Linked DNA regions of Sus scrofa: region 1 is linked to region 2. Evidence: chromatin contacts called from public HiChIP or PLAC-seq data. All regions are on one chromosome and are shown on one strand. Each heading gives the region's core, a stretch centred on a gene start, on an enhancer-like site or on the middle of the called end of the contact. The rest is flanking DNA. Distances are from core to core; before and after follow the strand shown.

The links. HiChIP or PLAC-seq counts read pairs in DNA pulled down with a chosen protein or histone mark.
Region 1: a contact with region 2 is called in an H3K27ac HiChIP or PLAC-seq map of skeletal muscle. The contact joins the promoter of TNS1 here to the enhancer-like site in region 2. A contact is called at or near these places in 1 of 5 promoter capture datasets (fetal liver), 5 of 47 Hi-C or Micro-C datasets (adipocytes, alveolar macrophages, embryonic fibroblasts and 1 more) and 1 of 2 datasets of contacts at active chromatin or transcription factors (skeletal muscle).

What each region holds. Positions count from the first base shown.
Region 1 is chr15:120,142,352-120,149,527 of Sscrofa11.1, reverse strand. It overlaps TNS1 (tensin-1), which reads left to right and starts at 5,731. Exons shown (of 36, transcript XM_021075207.1): 1 at 5,731-5,845.
Region 2 is chr15:120,068,109-120,075,191 of Sscrofa11.1, reverse strand. It overlaps TNS1 (tensin-1), which reads left to right. Exons shown (of 36, transcript XM_021075207.1): 3 at 4,426-4,467. Among named protein-coding and RNA genes, the nearest start is that of TNS1, 72 kb to the left of the region's middle. Within about 2 kb of position 3,196, at least 31 of the 83 cell types and tissues checked have an H3K27ac peak or open chromatin away from gene starts, as enhancers often do. A contact at or near this core is called in fetal liver, liver and skeletal muscle, where this site is marked.

The DNA.
Region 1 (7,176 bases), core at 4,482-6,981, 72 kb before region 2:
TGTCAGTGACCCCATAGAGCTGTGTTCCTTAGAGGCTGCATGGGGAGGAGGGGCAGGTGGGGCAGGAGGCTGTGGCAACAGCCCAGGCAGAAGTGACAGGGCACAGGAGGGCCGAAAGAGTATTTAGGAAGCAAAATTTACAGAGGCTGGCAACTGGTTGGATTGGAGGGCGGAGGGCCAGGAGGAGCCGAAGGTGACTCAGAGTTTTCCACCCGGGGTGACCAAGAATTCGGTCAGGACATTTGCTGGCTAGGAGATGGGGGGTGGTAAGGAACTCGGGTGAATATGTGAGGGTGAGGTGGGGGTGGCGGGAGTTCACATCTGAGGCGCTGGGTTGGCGGGCGGGGGGGGGGGGGCACTCCCAGAGCCAGTCTGCAGCTCGACCGGCCATCCCAGTCTTCTGCTTAGAAATGACCGTTGATGCCCTCCAGGTCCTGGCATCCCAATCCGAGGTGATGAGACCTGGAGGGGTGGATGGCTGGGAGGCAGGGAAGGGACCGAATGACTTCCAGGTCTATCCTAGGCCTGCTTATTTTATTTATTTATTTATTTTAGGGCTACATCTCAGGCATATGGAAGTTCCCAGGCTAGGGGTCCAACTGGAGCTAGAGTTACTGGTCTATATCACAGGCCACAACAATGTGGGATCTGAGCTGTGTCTGTAACCTAAACTATAGCTCACGGCAATGCCGGATCCTTAACCCACTGAGCGGGGCCAGGGTTCAAACCCACGTCCTCATGGATGCTGGTTGGGTTTGTTACCGGCTGAGCCACAACAGGCCTGCTTTTTGGTGACTCTCATCATCCAGGGCTCCTAGTGTTGGTCCCAGGGAGCTGAGTGGGCTGGGGAAGTGTCTCGGGGAGGGGGCAGGAGCTCGTGAACTGGAGGACCCCCAGGGTTAGTGGTTCTCTTCCATCACCACTCCCACCCCACTGCGCTCTGCCCCTGGGGCAGGGAGGAACCAGCAAACAGCCATTCCCACCCCAAGGCCAAAGACTCTCGCCAAGTCTGCCCAAGCCAAAAGTGCCACACCCCTCTGACAGGCAGCTTGGCTGAAGGGAGGCTGGGAGGACAGATCCCCAGGAAGGCCAGGAAAGCCCTCGGATGCTGAGTGTGCTTGTCACAGGGGTAGGGTTCTGGGCTCCGAGGGTGGGGAAGAATGACTTCCGGCTGGGACCCCTTTCCTTTTCTGGGCTCTGACTCTCAAGGAAGGTGGCCGTTGGAAAGACCAGGCGGCTCCTCCTGGGGCCAAGCCTCGCTGCCCCGAGGTTCCCCCAGGTCCGTTAGGAGCTCATCCAGCAAGGGAGGGCTGGGTGTGCTTTGGGAGGCTGTCTGCCACTTGTCAGGGAAAATGATGATCATTGTCATAACAGGCCGTTACCCTTGAGCTTGGTGCTTATGGGCTGTTCACGTCCTCTGCCTGTGCCTGCAGGGCAGGGTGGGTACTAGACTCTCGTGTATCTTCTTCCTCTGGATTTTGATGTGCGATGGTTGGGATGTTCTTGTTTCCCTTTGAATCGAATCACGTGTCCTGGCAGCTTCTACCCAGGGTTTTGTTTCGCCATCAGTAACTTCACAGATTGTGTCTGACTGCTTCTTACAGTGACGGCTCCTTCAGCTATTTGCTTTTTTTTAGGGCTGCACCTGTGGCATGTGGAGATTCCCAGGCCAGGGGTCAAATCAGAGCTGTAGCCGCTGGTCTACACCACAGCCACAGCAACACCAGATCCGAGCCTCGTCTGCAACGTACACCACAGCTCATGGCAATGCCGGATCCTTAACCCACTGAGCAAGGCCAAGGATGGAACCCGCAACCTCATGTTTCCTAGTTGGATTCATTTCTGATGTGCCATCATGGGAACTCCTCCTTCAGCTCTTTGAAGGTCAGAGGCTACCCACCCTAGACTTCCTCCTCCATCATTCTGGGAAAACTTCAGACCTCTGTGGGTGATGCTTTTCTTTTTTTAAATTTATTTTTTCCTTTTGAGGGCGGCATCCATGGCATATGGAGGTTCCCAGACTAGGGGTCAAATCAGAGCTACAGCTGCCAGCCTACACCACAGCCACAGCAACACCAGATCCCAGCCAAGCTGTGTGTGACGTACACCATAGCTCACAGCAACACTGGGTCCTTAACCCACTGAGCGAGGCTAGGGATCGAACCCACATCCTCATGGATGCTATTCGGGTTCATTACCTGCTGAGCCACAACGGGAACTCCAGTGATGCTTTCAACAAGATTACCAGCCATCCCAGAGTGGAGCCGGGAAGCCAAGGTTGGCAGAGTCAAGGTCACAATCTGGAGTCACTTGCCTGGGCGTGGCCCAGCTGGTCTCCTGGCTCCCACTGGGGTTCTCTCGCCTCTTATGCAGGAGTGATGTTTCATGAGACATCCGTCTCTCTGTAACCATCAGCATGTCCCACCCCAGATCCTACAGTCCCTTCATCTCAAAGTGGCCCATTATTTCCCCTGCACTGGGTACACACAGACGGTCTTGTCCAAACCCCTATTTCCATCTGGGGACTGAGGCCCAAAGAAGCCCACTAATGTTCTCAAGGCTACCATCCTAGAAAGCTGGTCTCTAGACTCCTATCCCAGTGCTCCCTGAGCCAGAGGGCCAGGACAGAGTGGGGGAGGGGCAGGAGTGCGCTGGGCCATCACCCAGGGGCTGTGATCGAGGCCAGAGGAGGTGTCTGAACCCTGTTCTGTTGTCCAAGCCCATGCGGGGGGCGGGGGGGGGAGGTTTTGTAAAGTTGACTTGATGGGGGTGGCCAGGCAGGGCAGGCAAGCCCAGGGCCCAGCGGTGAGGCCTAGGTGTTTGCTTGGCATCCAGGAAGTCTCCGCCCACTGCCTGTCTGTTTGTTGGACAGCCTGGACCCTCTCTGGGGAGATTCCATGGCCAGCAATGCTGTAAGGAGGCCTCTTTCCCTAGGCTTTGGGAGAAGGGCTGGATGTGGGGTGTAGGCAGAGAAGAGCATAAGCTGGAATGGCAAGCTCTGCCGACGTAGTGGGATAGGAGAGGCAGGCTTTGCAGCACAGGGTTGGCCCGAGATAATTGGGCTTTAAGGCTTCCTGCCTTAAAAATTCAACCCCAAGTCCCCTCCCGGCTCGTCCTCCCATCCTAGGCTGGGATACTGAAGCTGACGTGGTGCTGCGTCCCCACTCTGGCAATGTCTGTGACAGAGATCATTCAGAAGGCTCCAGCCAGGGACTGAGACGGGGAAACGGGGGAGGTGAGTCCCCAGAGTGGAGGGGACCTCCTTGTGGGATGGGGGACACAGAATCAAGTCTAGAACTGGGTAGTTCCGGGTCCCCACCCTCATCCCAACCCCAGCTGAAGCTGGAAGCATTGCTCTAAGAAGGAAATCTCTGGAATCCGGGAACCTGGGCCCTGCTGCCTGGACAAGCCACCAGAGGGCGCTGCTGAGCTCCTGCACCCCTCTCCTCGCTCCACCCCTCTCTGCTCTGGGCTTTATCTCTCTGAATTTGGAGACAAACCAAAACTTCAGAAAAGTTGCAAATGCAGTGCAAAGGACTTCCCCCCCCCCCCCGAGCTCTGAGAGTAAGTTGCTGAACATTGCCCTACCACCCCGAAATACTTTCCTATTTTCCTGCAAGAACATTTCCTACCTAACCCAGCAGGTCAGGCAATTGACACTGATGCGTGACTACCTTCTCATCCTCAGACCCCACCAAAGTTTGGCCAGTTGTCCCAGTGACGTCCTTTAGGGGCATGGAAAGAATCCAGTTCAGAATCAGCTGAGGCATGTGGTTGTCATGTCTCTTTGGTGTCCTTCATTCTGGAAATTTCCTCAGCCTTTCCCTGACTTCTGTGACCTTGTCACTTTGGAAGATTATATAAAGCCATTTAGTTGGTAGACTGTCCCTCCACTGGGGTTGGTCTGATGTTTCCTCATGATTAGATTCAGCTTGTGTCTCTTTGGCAGGAGAATCGCAAAAGCGATGCCCCATTCTCAGTCCGCCCCCCTCCTCCACCCATAGCGCGGGATCTCCATTCCTCCCATTACTGGTGACGTTACTTTGATCATTTGATTAAGCTGAATCTGCCAGGAAAAGTGACTTTTTCCCCCTTTGTGATTTATAAGCATGATGTAGGGAGGCGATTCGAGACTCGTAAATACCCCCATCGTCATCACATTTCAATGTATTCACTTATTTCGAATCATCAGTATGGGCTCATTCAAGCCATTACTGTCATTAGGTATTTTGATGCTCAGATCTTCCCAGACCTGAGGGGCCCCTTCCAGCTGGCTCCTGTGTCCTTTTGTCTGTCTGTCCCCCTTTGATTTTCTGGTTCCCTTTATAGTCTCTGTGCGTTTCTATCTAATCTCTCTCATCCTCTCTTGTGCTTGGTCGTCTCTGTCTTTGTCTCTGCCTTTATCTTCTTTTGTCCTCTTTGTCTGGCCACTGCTTTTCTCTGTTACATTTTGTCTTTCTCACTCTTGTCTCTCTGTCTCTGACACCGTCTTTCTGCCTATCTCTTTGCCTCTCTGTCTTGCTGGCTTTCTGTCTCTTTCCTTCTGCCTGTTTTTCTCCTTGTGTCTCTCTTGGCTCAGTCTCTCTTGCCCAGGACTCACCACTATGGGGTCTTTAGCTGGGAAACCTGGACATGCTGGGTTTGTGGGACGCTGCCTCCCATCTTCTGAACATGTAGAGCTGGGAGACTGGGAGCAGGGTGCAAGGTGGGAGGACTTGCAGGAGACCCCTCTGCCTAGAACGGCGGGGTCTGCATTGTGTCGGGACAGGTCCGTCTATGCACAGAGGGCATCAGAAACCTCTGTACCTTGGGGGGTGGGGGGCTGGAGGGAAGCGCCAATGTCTGTGTTCTGCTGGCCCCTGTTGTTGAATCAGGTTAGACTCCAGGGGGAGGTTGGTGCCTTGGGGAGAAATGGTACCTGTGCGTCCCCCTGCCCCCCACCACATAAGTGACTTCCTGGAGAGGCAACAGGAAGAGCTTTTGCGCCTGGGCTGGGGGCTGTCGGGGGGGGGGGAGGAGAGTGATCCTAAGCAGCATGGCTGCAGGACTTTGTGGCTTTAGGGTGTGTTCCCAAGTGTGGTTGCAACGGATGTGGGGCCCAACCTTGCACTGTCTGTGGGGGCGAAGCTGAAGCCTGTGGTAGCAGTGGGTGGCAGCTGATGGAGAACTTGAGGCAAGCCAGATGCAGGGAAGGCCTGCACTGCAGCTGGCCTCTCATCCCATGTGTGTGGGGGCGGTTTTAAAAAGCATATCTAGGGAGTTCCCATTGTGGCTCAGTGGTTAAGAACCTAACTAGTATATGTGAGGATGCAGGTTCAATCCCTGGCCTCACTCAGTGGGTTAAGGATCTGGTGTTGCCATGAGCTGTGGCTCAGATCTAATGATGCTGTGGCTGCAGTGTAGGCTGGCAGCTGTAGCTCTGATTGGAGCCCTAGCCTGGGAACTTCCATGTGCCAAGGGTGCAGCCCTAAAAAGAAAATAAATAAATATAAAAAAGACACCCCAGAAGGGCCTGCGGTCCGAGATGTTGGGTTCCCGTTGTTGTCTGACCCGCCGTGGTCATTTCCCTGGTCACCTCTCCCAGAAGTGGGCTCAGGGCCTTTCACAGCGGAAGGGGCTCTGGCTTCTCCTTTCCCGCAGTGCTTGCCCGTATCTCCCTTGGCCCCCTGGTCCTTTCCCCGGGAGCCCGGCCCTCTGCCCTGGCCTGACTACTGTGCTCTCCTCCCACAGCCAGAGGATCTGGAGGCCCCCAAGACTCACCACTTCAAAGTGAAGACCTTCAAGAAGGTGAAACCCTGTGGGATCTGTCGACAGGTCATCACCCGGGAGGGCTGCACCTGCAAAGGTGAGTAGGTGCTTGGGCCCCGGGGGATGGGGGAGGGGGTGCGTCTTCACGGTCTTGAGATGGTCTGGGCCCCAGGTTGGACTGTCCCCGGGGTCCTACTTGGTGCCTGGTGCTCATCTGGGAGGGGATGCTGAGCGTGTGGGTATGAATGGATAGCACGTGGCAGGTGATGGGTGGCTTGGAAATGGCTTGTAGCTTATGTGTAGATGACATGAAGAGAGCACGGAGATAGTACACAGATGGCATGTGAATGGCATGGGGCAGGCGTGTGGATGGTATGTGGCAGCAGGTGGAAGGTGTGTGGTTAGTGTGGCTTGTGTGTGAGGGGCTGTGGTTGGCCTGTGGATGGTGTGTGGTTGGTACGTGGAGGGCATGTGGGAGGTGTGTGGGTGGCATGTGCCTGGCACTGGGAGTACTTCAAAGATGCCAAGCCACAGTCCTCCCCTTGTGGCAGCTTAGGGGGTGTTTAAGGGGCCCCCATTCAGCCCCAGGGGAGGGCCTGCTGGCTGCCAGGCTTTTGCAATCACGCTTCTCATGTGCTCCTGGAATGGCCTGGGCTTGGCTGTCCCTGTGGCCGGAGGAGTTGGTATCTTGGCCCAGGTCATACAGTGAAATCAGCAGGAGGCCTCTGTGCCCAGTCTCAGGGACCGACCCCACCACCCAATCAGTTGCCCCACCAGCCAGATGCCTCCCCCTCTCTCTCACCCCTCCTCCTGTTATTGCCAGCTCCCTCCCCACCCCTACAGCTTCTCTGCAGCCAATGCATCTCTCACCTGTACATGCCTCACCTGTACCTGTCTTACCTGTACATCTCTCACCTGTACTGCCTCTCGCATCCTGACCCGCCCTCTCGGTCTATCTCCATATCAGCTTCTGGGGGGCCTTGGTGTCAGTTCCCTGGGTAGAGCCTTGGATCCCTCCCAACACACACTCAAGACAAAGCACAGACTCCTTCCTGTGGCTGCACAGGCGCGTGGATCCACCTCTTGCCGCCTCTTGGACCCATCCCCCTGGCCCCAAGCCCATGGTGAAACCTTTCGTACTTCCCAATATGCCAAGTATACCAAACATGCCAAAGGGCCCACTCTTGCCTGGAGCTTTGCTCACGTGCTTCTCCCACCTGGATTCTCTTCTCTTCCTTCCCTCTGAGCACAGGTCCTGGCGGGGCAGGGAAAATGGGCATCAGAGCCCAGGGATCGATGATTAAAGCACTTCGTATTAAAGCCCTCACACTCACTCTCATGCAGTGCTCTCAGCATCTGGGGGGCGCTGATGTCATCCTTGTTTTACGGATGAGGAAACTGAGGCTCAGACTAGTTAAGTCTCTTGCC
Region 2 (7,083 bases), core at 1,947-4,446:
TGTGGCGCTTGATTTCTAGAGGGGGAAATGGATTATATACAAGGAAATGCATCTTATAATTACCAACTGTAATTAGGTCTGTGAAGGAAGAGATAGGAGTTCAGGAGAGAGAATTATCGTGTGTGTGTGTGTGTTTGCGTGTGTGTGTGTGTGTGTGTGTGTGTGTGTGTAACTCAAGGGAGTCAGGGAGGCCTTCTCTCTAGTGTGGTGGCATTTAAGCCAAAACCAGGGGGATGGGAAGATCCCATCTAGACAGACAGCTGGGCTAAGAATATCCTGGGCAGAGGGAACTGCATTTGCCGAGGCCTGAGCAAGAACAGAGAGGAAGCCCACCCCTTGTGTGTGGCTTTGGGTCCTAGACAAGGGGGCTGGGCACAGAATGACCGTGGGGAGGAGGGCAGGGGTCAGGTCGTGCAGGGTGCTCCCAGCCTGGGCTGGTTGCTGTCTGTGCTTTAGACCCTGCTCTCCTGGGGAGAGTCCAAGGTTGTGCCCTGTTGTTGGCATTGTGCTCAGAGACCTTTGAAGTTCAGAACATACTGGTGGGTGGGGGCTGATGCATGCCAGGCAGTGGCCCCAGTCTGATCTGGGGACACTCACATCCCAGCTACATCCCGGTTCTCTATCTCATGGGCCCAGAGCCACACCGTTCTGCTGCAGTGGCCTTGGGCAAGTCGTTACCCCTTCTGTGCCTTAGTTTCTTCATCTGTGAAATGGGGATAATAACAGCGTAATGCATAGTTTTTTTTTAATTAAGATCAAATGAGTCCAAAGAGAGGGCTTAGGGCTGTAACAGACATATAGGCACATCCCATGAGCTTTCTGCTACTGCTGTCGTCTTATCTGGCCCCGTGGAAATTCATGTGTAGAAATTAGAGTCAGCACAGCAGAGAGGGCAGGAGCGCGTCCCTGTCTGGAGCTAGACTGCTGGGTTTGCATCCTGCCTCCTCTGCTGGGCAGTTGATTACTCTGTGCCTCGGTCTCCTCATCCACAAAATGAGATGCTCGGGGTTGTTGTGGGAATGAAGGGACTTAACTTACGCCAAGGACCAAGCCCAGTGGCTGGCATGTAGCAAGTACGATGGAAGTTTTTGCTGCTGCTGTTACTGTGAGAGCTGTTATATCTTTCAGAGTGGAAAGGCTGAGCTCCAGGCCCACCAGCCCCTCCGTGTGCTGATGAGTCGTGGAGGGAGACCCGGGGAGGAGGCATACCTGAGGCTGACTTCCTGGGCCTGAGCCCTGGAATCCTGCACTGCCAGCCCTTGGGGAGGGGGGGAAATGGTTGGCAGGGTTGGCACTGAGACACGGAGATCCCCTGCAGACCCCCTAGAGTGCTCCTTATGTGGAGGTAGGGTTCCTAGCTGGGGTCCCCAGGGGGGCAGTAGGAGTGGTCACTACTGACAGGAGCATGGGGCCACAAAGGGCATGGGCCAGAGTGGCAGAGGGCCCTGGCTCTCCCTGGCACATTCCAGCTCCTGAGAGGGTGGCCAGGGGCCAGGGTGCCGGAGGGAAGGAGAGAGCCTTTTAAGGAAACATTTCTCTGCTTAAAAGAGAGAGAGAGAGCGAGAGAGAGACAAGAAACACTGAAGCCCACGACAAAGTGGGCTGGCGGCTGGCTGGCCTGGAATGCACAGCTGTGGGCAGTGGGTGGAGGAGGCCACTGGGGGGCAGCAGGCCGCGAGGGGTACCTGGGCATCAAGCCCTCGGACTGGGGGTCCACAGCTGCCCCCCAGATCTAAGTCCTTAGGGGTGTTTCTGCCTCAGGGGGGACAGGAGAGGGACTTGGGGTCAAAACAGCTGGGGCCCCATTTTTCCCACTGCCTTAGGGAGGTGCTGGGGGCGACGCTCTCCCTCTTGTTTCAGAGGACACCTGTCTATTCTGCCCTTGTCCCCACATGTGTCCATAACCCCCCTCTCACTTCCCCAAACCCCAGAACCAAACGGAGACTAGAAAGCCACCCTGGTGTATTGTAGGGGGAGATGGTGGCGGTGGGTGGCATTACCCGTGGCTGGGAGGCCAGGCAGTAGCGGTCAGCATCCCCTGCTCTGGTCCCACATTTAGGTTCCCAGCCCCATCCCAGTTCTAGTTCCTAGGAAAGGAGCAGAGCAGGGTGCTGTTTGGTCTGTGGGTTGACCACTCCCACCCCAGGCTGAGGGCCCCTGGGTGGTAAGGGGGGTGGGGACAGGAGACACTGCAGGCCTGGCCCCATGAGGTTGAAATCTACAAGCCCAGAGTAGGATTTGGGGGTAGAGGTGGGAGGAAGCCACTGCTAGATGCAGAACTCCTGCCCTGAGGGTGCCTGGGGGACAGCAGGGTCCCGTGGCTGAGACCTTGTCTGGTCAGCAGGGTGCCTGCAGGCTGTAGCCACCTCTGGGCCTTCCTGCCCTCCTGGCCTGTTCCAGCCTCCTCTGTCCCACCCCTGGCCAGAGATCAGCTGTGTGACCTTGGGCAAGTGGTTCAACTTCTCTGTGCCGTGGGCACTTCAGAGGTAAAGCAGTACCTACCTGGTTGGGTTGTTGAAAGGATTACATGAGTTGACATGAGTAAGGCATCGATAATTATGCTGGCCAGACAGTCCACATTCAGTGTGTTACATGCATTCGATATTGTTCCTTTTGTTTGGTTTCAAGTAATGGTGAGGATGGGGTGATGGATGCTGACACTCAGGCCTCTTTGCTGGAGAATGAGTTGGGCAGCGAGTCTGCTGTGTGACTGGGTCAAGAACCAGGGATGGGGAGCTCCCGTTGTGGCACAGTGGAAGCAAATCCAACTAGCAACCATAAGGTTATGGGTTCGATTCCTGGCCTCGCTCAGTGGGCTAAGGATTCTGCGTGGCCGTGAGCTGTGGTTGTAGGCTGGCGACTACAGCTCAGGTTTGACCCCTAGCCTGGGAACCTCCCTATGCCATGAGTGCGGCCCCCCAAAAAACCAGGGACTCTAACTCCCAGCCTCTGCACCCCTCCCAGAGCCCGGGGCACACTATCCCGCAGCTGTGGTCCCTTCTAGGCCGGTATGTCACTCCAGGCCATCCTTGGGCTGGTCAGACAACACAACAGGGTCAGGTGAAAGGAGGGCCCAGCTGAGGGTGAGGCCTCTGTGAACAGCCAGTTCCAGCCAGGGCTGGAGGCTCACTGTCACTGCTCCACTAGGGTGGTGCTAGGGTAGGGCGCTGGGTTGCCCACTGTTTGAGGAGGCAGCCTCCCCCTCTTTGGTGATCCACGGCTTATGTCCAGACACCCCGATGCCTGAGGTGGGGGAGAGCTCCCGCCCCGCCCTGTTGGGCCCCTTGCCTGGTGTCCGGGTCAGGAATTTGAGCCAAGGTTGAGTTATGAGCTCCAAGAAAAACGTGTCACAGCTAGAAAGAAGGAACACATTGAGTCTCTGATAAAGGCCCCTGCTAATTGTCAGGGTAGTGGTTTGGCTGCCCGGCCCCTGGGGAGGGAGTGTTATCTCAGGGTAGCGAGCAATCCGGCCCCCTCCCTGCCCTTTCCCTCTGTCTTGAGGCCCCAGGGCCGTAGCCACCCTCCTCCCTGCATTGGAGAAGGAGATGAAGCTGATGACTAAAATAAGAGCTCACCCATGGAGGGGGCTTGTGCCCTTTAGGGCCTTGTACTTCTGTTAGCCAAGTGGCCGGCTTCCTGTTAAAGAGCTGGCGTGGGCCCTTCACCAGCCCGTTTCCCGCATGCCCTGGGAAACTTTGCCAGCTGTCTGCAGCTCTGACCTTTGGGTGAGACACCTTGGCATTCTGGGGAATGGAGGCGGTGACTTTTCATTTCCTAGAGGTCTTAAACCTGGTTTAAAAAAAAAATTAAAACAGGAGTTCCCATTGTGGTGCAGCGGTAATGAGCCTGACTAGTATCCATAAGGATGTGGCCTCCATCAGTGGGTTAAGGATCCGGTGTTTCTGTGAGCTTGTGGTGCAGGTCGCAGACGTGGCTTGGATCCCCGAGCTGCTATGACTGTGGCGTAGGACAGTGGCTACAGCTCTCATTCGACTCCTAGCCTGGGAACTTCTATGTGCCGCAGGTGCTGCCCTAAAAAAAAAAAAAAAAAGCCCTCCTCCCCCAAAAAAGACAAATTTTACCATATTAGAGAAAATTTAGAACCTAGAGCGGAGAGGGGGAAAAGTCTTTCTTCCCTGGTGCTTTGACTTCCAGTCTTTCTGCGTGTTTTACAGAATTTAAAAACTGTGACATCATTTCATTTTTGCTTTCTGCTGCTCCCCCCACTCCCTGGGCATTATGGTCTAAGTAGTTTTCTGTGTCGCTGCAGTCTTCCAACGAAATCTCCCACCGGAGAGTGTCAGTGTGAGCTGAAGGAAGGGGTGTCTAGCATGGCGTGGGGGCGAGTGGAGCCATGTCAGAAGGCTCCGGTTTTCTCTGGGGATGAAAGGTACTAATCTTGGCCTTTCTCTGTTCCCCCCACAGGTGGCTGCCCCCTGCATTCCTCCATCCAACCGTGAACTGGTGGTGAGTGACAGTCCAGCCCCGCCTCCCCCTTCCCTCAGTTCCCAGTTGCAGCTTACTTTAGACCCAGGCCTGGTGCTGGTAGCCCCCATGGGTCCTGGGCCATTAGGTAAGGAGAAGGATGGGGCCGTGTCCCGAGGCTGAAGCCAGACGAGGAGGAAATGAGTCATGGCGTCCCTTCTGATGAGATGCGGGGCCTCCTATTTCAATCTCAAGAACTAAGTCCTTGAAAAACCCCATAAAAGGGCATTTTGCCTGTCTCTAGGCCTGGCCAGGTGCCTGTGGTCCCGGGCTCACCAGACCTGGAGATGGCATCTCCTTCCACCCGCCTGGTCCGTGGTCAGGCTGGAGGCAGGGTGGGGGATGGGTGGCATGACCCACAGAGTCCATGAACCTGGGCTCATGTTCAGGTGACCCGTTCCGCCCTCAGGCTCTTGGCTGACTCTGCTTTTCTGCTCTCTCCGCACGCCCCCACTCGTCCCTCTTGCTTCCATTCAGGCTTCCAGAAAAGCTGGATGGGGCAGGACTCTGAGTTATGGGCTGTGGAGAGGGACCTGCTCCAGACTGATCCCAGCTGGGCTGATCTGGAATGTTCCCCTCCCTGCCCTCACGCTGCTGCCTTCTTACCCTTCAGAAGTCCCTCCTGCTCCCCAGCTTAGCACTGGAGGCAGGCGGGGCCCTGGAGGCTGGAGGAGGAGGGACCTCTCTGCGTGCAGGTGCGCAGCCTGTGTGCGCATGCGCCTGGTGGGTGCATCACGGAGGGCCCCAGTGGGCACGATCTGATTAGCTGGTGTGGCGGTGCCTGTGGGGTCACTGATGTGGGTTGGAGTCTGGGGTGAGGCGACAACGGTGTCAAGGGCCCCAGGCAGTTGCAGGTGTCTGCCTACCTGAGCGTGACTTGCTCAGCCTGGATCCCGGAATCTCACTCATGGCTCCTGGTCTTTTCTCCTCTGTCACCCATTTACCCTGTGACATTGGGCCTGTCCCACCCTCTTTCTGGACCGCAGCTTCCCTTTCTGTCATAGAGAGGGTTGCACCAGATGCTCCAAATGCCTTCTCAGTGCTGATAAGCATCCCCTCCATTCAGGGTCATTGAGGGAATGAAAATAAAACACACACGCACGAAAGAAAGAAAAGACAAAGTATATAAGAGTGCTTGTGACTCTTAGATGCCTTGTGGACCCTCCCAGCCCAGACCCTGTCTAGCTGTTTCCCTTTCTTGCTGTGGCTCGAACCCTTCTGGGCCTCAGCTCTGTCCCGCTGTGCTGCTCCAGATGTGGGGTATTATTTGCACGCAGAGCCCATCTGACAACAGCAGGGGTGGGGTGGGGGGCTGCAGGGGTGAGGCCAGAGTGCGGGCCTGGTTTGCAACCCCTAGGGAGAAATCTCTGGGTTTGCAGAGGGACATGGTGGAGGGTGGGTGGGGGAGGGGAGGGGAGCTCTACGTCTCATAATTTCAACCCAGCTGCCACTTTGCTACTGAGAACAGAATGTTCTTGGCTGGTCTAGGATGGCTGGGGGCTCCGGGATTTAAGACTCTCCAGGCAGAAGCCAGATGCCCGGCCTCTGGGAGTCTCATGAGCTTTGTTTATGTGAGGAGGGGTCAGGGGTTGGGAGGAAAGGGAATAGGTTGGCATTCCAGCTGGAGGGATTGCATAGAAACCAGAAGGGAGCCTTGCCTGAGCCAGCTTGTAGTCTTCCCATCTCTGCGACGTGCTCTATCCGGGCAGGGGGGCTCTGACCTTCGTGGAGGTGGTGGACTAGTTGTGATGCCAGAGGTTTGCCCACCTGAGTCAGAACTTGCTGTCTGTCCCAGCAGCGGTCAAGGGCGAAGGAGTTACGCTACCTCCCTCTGGATCCCGGCTCCAACCCCTGCGTCTGTGACCATGGACATAACTGCTTAACCTCTCTGGACCTCAGTTTCCCTTCTGCAGATTGGGAGTTGGTAATAGTTACCACTTTATAAGACTGTGACGAGAATAAAAGGAGCAAATGATCCCATTTAATTAATCTGGATTCAAAACCCGCCAATGACTGCCCACCTCACTTGGAGTAAAGGCCCGGCTTCTTCCACTGGTTTATACAATCCTGCACGACAGACACATTTCTTCTCTGACTTCATCTCCTAAATGGTCCCTCTTGCCCTGATTCTGCTGCAGCTGTTGGCCTTCTTGCCAGCCCTTGCACATACTGGGCAGATGCTGCCTCAGGGCCTTTGCACTTGCACTTTCCCCACAGATACCTGCAAAGCTCTCCCCCACCCTTTTCTCAAGTGTCTGATTTCCCTTTCCCTGCCAACTCTCTCTCCCTTCCCTGCTTTCTTTGTCCCTCAGCACGTGTCACCATCTTAATTATCTTGCTTAAATGCCCCCTCCCCACACACCAGCATGTAAACTCTGATGACAAAGGATTTTCATCCTTTGTGTTCATGGCTGTATCCCTACTGTGTGGCACACAGTAGGTGCTCAATGCATGTTGATCAAGTGGCTGGAAGAAAGGCATCGGGCCAAATGCCTGGTGCCGATCAGGTGCTCAATCAACAGGACTACTCTCCATTTATTCCCTCCCTGCTGGTGGGTGGTGGGGGTCTGTTAGGGGGGCCAGCCTCCAGCTGGAAAC